Regions from separate parts of the Mus musculus genome. Here region 1 is linked to region 2. Evidence: chromatin contacts called from public Micro-C data. All regions are on one chromosome and are shown on one strand. Each heading gives the region's core, a stretch centred on a gene start, on an enhancer-like site or on the middle of the called end of the contact. The rest is flanking DNA. Distances are from core to core; before and after follow the strand shown. Region 1 holds the start of Ubxn7 (UBX domain protein 7). Region 2 holds the start of Fyttd1 (forty-two-three domain containing 1).

Region 1 (2,700 bases), core at 171-2,670, 550 kb after region 2:
GTTGCCGAACAAAAAATAAAACTAGCTTCAATTATAAAACTGCAAATAGCATGTATTGGTTAAAATAAAGATCTTACACGTCAGACTCAAGAACACAAACTAGAAAAAAAGAACACAAACTAGAAATATTCTCCGCATCAAACAAATTATTATCAAAGAAAGGATAGTCCTGTTGAGAGGGGGAACTAACTTTCTGACCTCTTTTCAAAATGACAAACTAGAACAGCAAAATCACACTCAGGCACATGGAGTACTGTTCTCTCAAATCACTCCACAGAGAACTTCATCATTTGCTCCGCCCTCTAATAACTCATGCAAAAAAAGTTCAGCACCATCGGAGAGAAACAAGACATAGCGCATTCACAGAATGGCTTAAAGTCTTTCCTCCCGGCGGGTAAGAGAACCTGCGTTTGCCCTTCGTCGGGGTCCGAAGGGAAAGAGAAACCTAGGCCTAAGGTTTCACGGATACTGACACCTAGAAACAGATTTCTCTGCAAGAAGTTTCTGCCGCCATCCCCATTTTATCAGCAAAGACTCGGGCGCCATCGTCTCGATGTTTGGTTTTATTATGAGGAGGTGGGAAAGGCCACCCAGGATTACTTTAGGCCTCACACACACACTAAGCTCAGGGTTCCCCCCCCCCCTATTCCTATGTGAAACCCTCGGTCCCTAAGGTGCCCCTCCGCACCCCTTGTTCCCGGCGGCAAGTCCCCCGGGATGTGTGAAGGCGCAGCAGAACCCACCCGCCTCACCGTTAAAGCGAGACGGCCCTCACACGGCAGGGCCACCGCCAAGGCTCCGGGGGGGCCCAGCGAGGGGAAGGGTAGGCCGGGGCCGAGGGACAGGGACGATGACCTGGCCGGGAAGAGAGGATGGCATGGGGGGAACGGACTGCACCGCCTGGTCCGCGGGCAGCACGATACCGAGAGGAGGTGATGAGGGAGGAAGAGGGCGGTGGCCCGGGTGCGGCCCCCTACTCCTCCGGCCCGCAGGTCCCGGGCCCCTGGCACCGCGGGCTCGGCCCATCCCCTGTACTGGACCGGCTGGGGGCGTGGGGGGCCTGTCTGGGAATAAGGGGAGACCGAATCCAGGGACTGAGGGGCACGCGCGGGGTGGGGGCGGGGGAAACCTGCCTCCCGCCTGAACCGCAGACCCCGGCCGCCGCCGCCGTCGTCGCCTGTGCCTCAGGAGAGGGCAGGAGCTGAGGGGAGAGCCCGAGTGAGGAATGCACCAAGGTGAGGCGAAGCCCGGGACAGCCCCGACAGCCTCCCCGTAGCCGACTCTTCACCTTCCCGTAACCGCGTCTCTTACCGGTGATGGCGGTGAACTGCTGGATTAACCCCTTCAGCGCCGACGACGCCGCGGAGCCCCCGTGGGCAGCCATCTTACCGCCGCCGCCGCCGCCGCGGAACAACAACACAGACACACACGGGGCTCCCTCCCCCACTCCGCGGCGTGCTGTGCGCAGGCGCACTGGCAGGCCCGAAGCTCCGCCCTCTCCCTGTCTGTGCGCGTTTTGCGCAGGCGTACTCTCCGCGAGCCGCCGCTTTGGTTTGAAGCCTGTGCTGCTGGCTGGTAGCTATTCTTTGAAACATTTGGTGCCTTCTCTGAATTCCGGAGATATCCTCCTAAGTACCGCATTGAATCCCAACATCCCAAAGAATCTTCAGACCTGAAATACCAAACTCTTGATGAAACGCTCAGGGTTTCACATAAAGTAGGTATTTTGTTTGGTTTTATGTGACGTTTCTTAAATTCTAAAGTGTAAGTTAATAGCTTAGTAAAAAATGAACCAGTCTATAGTAGACTTTAGTAAATGATTGTTCGCTCTGTTTTTCTTCAACAAATGTCTCAGTATATCTCCCCCCAGGCTCATTCTTACTTTCTAAAGATATTAAATCGGGAGGTTTTTTGGGGGGGGAGTTGTTTTTTATCCTTAAACAAAGATATATGCAGATACAGTAAATAAAATAAAGAGAACACTGGAAAGTGGTCCTGAAAACACCGATAATAGTTACAACTAAAAAAGAACTTGATGAGCCGGGCAGTGGTGGCACATTCCTTTAATCCCAGCACTTGGGAGACTGAGGCAGGCGGATTTCTGAGTTTGAGGCCAGCTTGGTCTACAGAATGACAAGGACAGCCAGGGCTACACAGAAAAACTCTGTCTCGAAAAAAAAACATGATGAAAGGGGCATTAGGAGGGCTGATGAGATGACTCGGCAGTTGAGAGCACTGACTGCTCTTCCCAAGGTCCTCAGTTCAAATCCCAGCAACTACATGGTGGCTCACAACCATCCGTAATGAGGTCTGATGCCCTTTTCTAGAATGTCTGAAGACAGCTACAGTGTACTTACATTTAAATAAATAAATCTTTAAAAAAACAAAAGAAAGAAAAAAGAAAGGGGCATTTAGCTTAGTTTTCATACTTTATTTTTAAATAAGGTAATAGTGTGTAACTTGCACAATTCTAAATACTTATTGCATTGCTGGTGTGTCAACTTGACACAAGCTAGAGTCGTGAGAGAAAAAGGAGCCTCAGGGGAGGAAAAGCCTCCATGAGATCCAGCTGTATTTTCTCAGTGAGTGACCAGTGAAAGTGGGCCCGCCTATGGGCGGTGCCATGCCTGGACTGGTGGTCCCTGCTTTTATAAGCAAGCAGGCTAGCACACCATGGGAAGCAAACCAGTTAACAGCACC
Region 2 (2,700 bases), core at 10-2,509:
GGTTCCTGGGCACCAGTGTCTCAGGATGCCCTTCCACTGGGACACCTGCTCCCCTCTTCAGCTGTATGGTCCCTGGGCTTCTGAGGCCCAGGATAGCCTTCCATTAGAAAAGAAACACAAGTTCAGTATTCAGGTATTTTAAAATATCCAAGAGGGGCAGTGTGGTGAGAAGAGACCCGGAAAGAGGAAAAAGAAAGAGAGCACTGATTCTATCCAGTACCATACATAACTTGACTCTACAAAAGAAAAAAAAAGAAAAGAAAAGAAGGAATTACTTTTGGATTTGCTAAGCCAAACCAAACAGAAGCCCTCATACTGTTGGATTGGAATTATTTTTTTTTTCGAAAATAAAAAACAATCCTCATGCTTTTCTTACATAATCATCAGCAAACCACGGCATCCTTTTTATGTACACGGGACCCCATGTTCTACCTGACATTTTATCAATCTGCGTACATCTCTCCCTCCCCACCCCCAACTGGCTAACTTTGAAACCGTGCTAGAGAACACGCTTCAGTAAACACCTAATCAAACTCAGTAATACGGTTCACGCTTAACGACCCCTCCGAGCGGCCGTTCAGGGACCGCGTCCGGGACCCCCGGCGTTCCCAGGGGAGGCGCCGGTTGGAAATCGCCCGTGCCCAGCGCACTTCTGGGCATTCACACCAGACAAGCTATTCTCGCGGTTGCTGGCTTTAGTCAGTTGCAGCCCCAGGCTGGTTCTAAGACCCTTTAAAAGGAAAAGCCCCGGGTGGGTGAGCACACGCCGGCCCGGGTAGCCCAAGAGACTCCGTCCTGCGGGGAAAGAAGACAGCAGCTACGGACCCTGCGGACCGCCGGGCCCGGCCAGTCCTTGTTACGACCCCTCCCTACCCCCGGGGGTGGGACACACCGGGGTCGCTCCCGTCCCATCGGGGGGGGGGGGTCCTCGCCGGTTCCGCCCACGCGCGACCAAACCGGACAGGCAACCGCGGTCAACCGCCCCTTCCCCCACCGTGCCTCCCGCCCCCTCCCCCCACCACGACGCGGCCACCCTGGTCTCTCACCCAGGGACATATCGATTTTGTCCAGGTTCTCATTGCTTCGTGCTTTCGGTGGCGGCGGCGGGGTCGCCGTGGCTCCTACCAACCGGGTGCCAAACCGGTTCATGACTGGGGTTGCGGCGTCGGAGCAGTCAGCCGGGAAGGCCAGAGTCGCAGGCCCGCCGCCTCCCACTCACGCACGCAGACTAGCTGCAGCGCAGAGCGCGCACGCGCGCCGGCGGCGTCCTCGCCCTCCCACCTCCCAGCAGCGGGCGGGGGAGAGGGACTACCGAGACGAGCTGCGGGCGGCTAGAGCGGCCCACGCGAAACTGGCGCCTAGCGGCCCTTACCGGTGCGGGGCGCCGTCCTGGAGCCTCAGCCCAGGGCGCCGGGAATAGCGGCTGTCCTAGCGCCTCGACGGTCCACACCATTGGCAGCGCCTCCGAAACCGAGTCTGAACGACTAGCCTGGCCCTGCTGTTCCGGCCCGTCCTGCTGCGGAAAGGCCCGGCACGCCCCTCTGCAGTGCAGCCTACGGAGGCTGGACAGACCCCTGCGAGCCGAGATTGCAGCGATGGGTCCCAGCTCCCCTGTCCCTGAGTTGCCACGTCTGATAGCAAAGGCTGCAGTGACAGTTCTTGAGTCACCTTAACAATAAAAGTAAATGCTAATGTATCTGTGCCTTGTCTCAGTTGGCACTCTATAAACATTTGGCACGGTACTAGCTACCTTAGTAAGACCTCATCTTCCCTTGGGAGGGTAAGTACTTCTGTTTATTTGGTTGCGTTTTTCTATTACTCAATTGAGTGGCGAAATATATATATTTTCCTTAATCGTCTTTATAGAAAAACTTAATGTTTCCATTCCAGCTTAATAATTCGTTTCCCCTTTACGAAATGTTATTCCCCCCCCCCCTTTTTTTTTTACTTTATTTTCTACAACGCACCTGCGTGGAAGCATGCCTGTTATTCCATCCCCCACATAACAGCTCAAAACCATCTCAGGCATTTTCATCTAAGGAAAAAAAAACAGCGTCAAGTGTTCTGTTCGTGTAGAAATCTCTGCCACCGTTTTCTTCACTTCCTAAAATTTCTTTAGTAGAGACCTGAGCTAGCTTTGTAGTGACCCAAGAAATCTGAAAACCACACTATCCTATATTTAATTTAGTAATGTCACAATCCATGTGATTTGCAAATTCAACAGCCGTGACACATTTTACTATTTTTTGCTTGGAGCTTCCATACTTTAAAACACTTCATATCATGTACAATTGCATCTATTAATAACATATTTTCTAACTTTTACCAGCTGAGACCTGGTTATATTGTATCTACCCTTTTTAGTAAAGATTGTGACAGCTATTGATCCATCTTAAAACTACATACTAATGCTTCTTACGATATGGTTAAAAGAAAAGGCCACTCTTAATTCGTGATTCCATCCAAAAGCATGATGTTTTGGGGTGTTTGATGAATCATAGTAGTCTTATCTTGAGGAAATGTATAATTTTCTATTGAGAATTTGAGAAATACAATCCCTTATTCTCAAAAGTCAAGTTGGGCCAGGTGTGTTTTGCAGTGCCTTTAATTGCAATACTCGGGAGGCAAAGAATAGTGAGTGAATTTCTGTAAGCTGTAAACAAGCCAGGTCATAGTTCCAGGACAATCAGGGCTATGTAA

The links. Hi-C and Micro-C count contacts between places; a contact is called where the count stands out from the background.
Region 1: a Micro-C map of embryonic stem cells shows a contact between it and region 2, with 4 times the contacts expected there. The contact joins the promoter of Ubxn7 here to the promoter of Fyttd1 in region 2. A contact is called at or near these places in 3 of 39 promoter capture datasets (erythroid cells, liver and pre-B cells) and 1 of 484 Hi-C or Micro-C datasets (embryonic stem cells).

The regions. Positions count from the first base shown.
Region 1 is chr16:32,330,972-32,333,671 of GRCm38.p6, reverse strand. Ubxn7 (UBX domain protein 7) reads right to left here and starts at 1,420. Exons shown (of 11, transcript NM_177633.4): 1 at 1,312-1,420. The coding sequence starts at 1,384.
Region 2 is chr16:32,876,343-32,879,042 of GRCm38.p6, reverse strand. It overlaps Fyttd1 (forty-two-three domain containing 1), which reads right to left and starts at 1,259. Exons shown (of 9, transcript NM_027226.4): 1 at 1,047-1,259. The coding sequence starts at 1,149. It also overlaps a transcript of Rubcn not described here.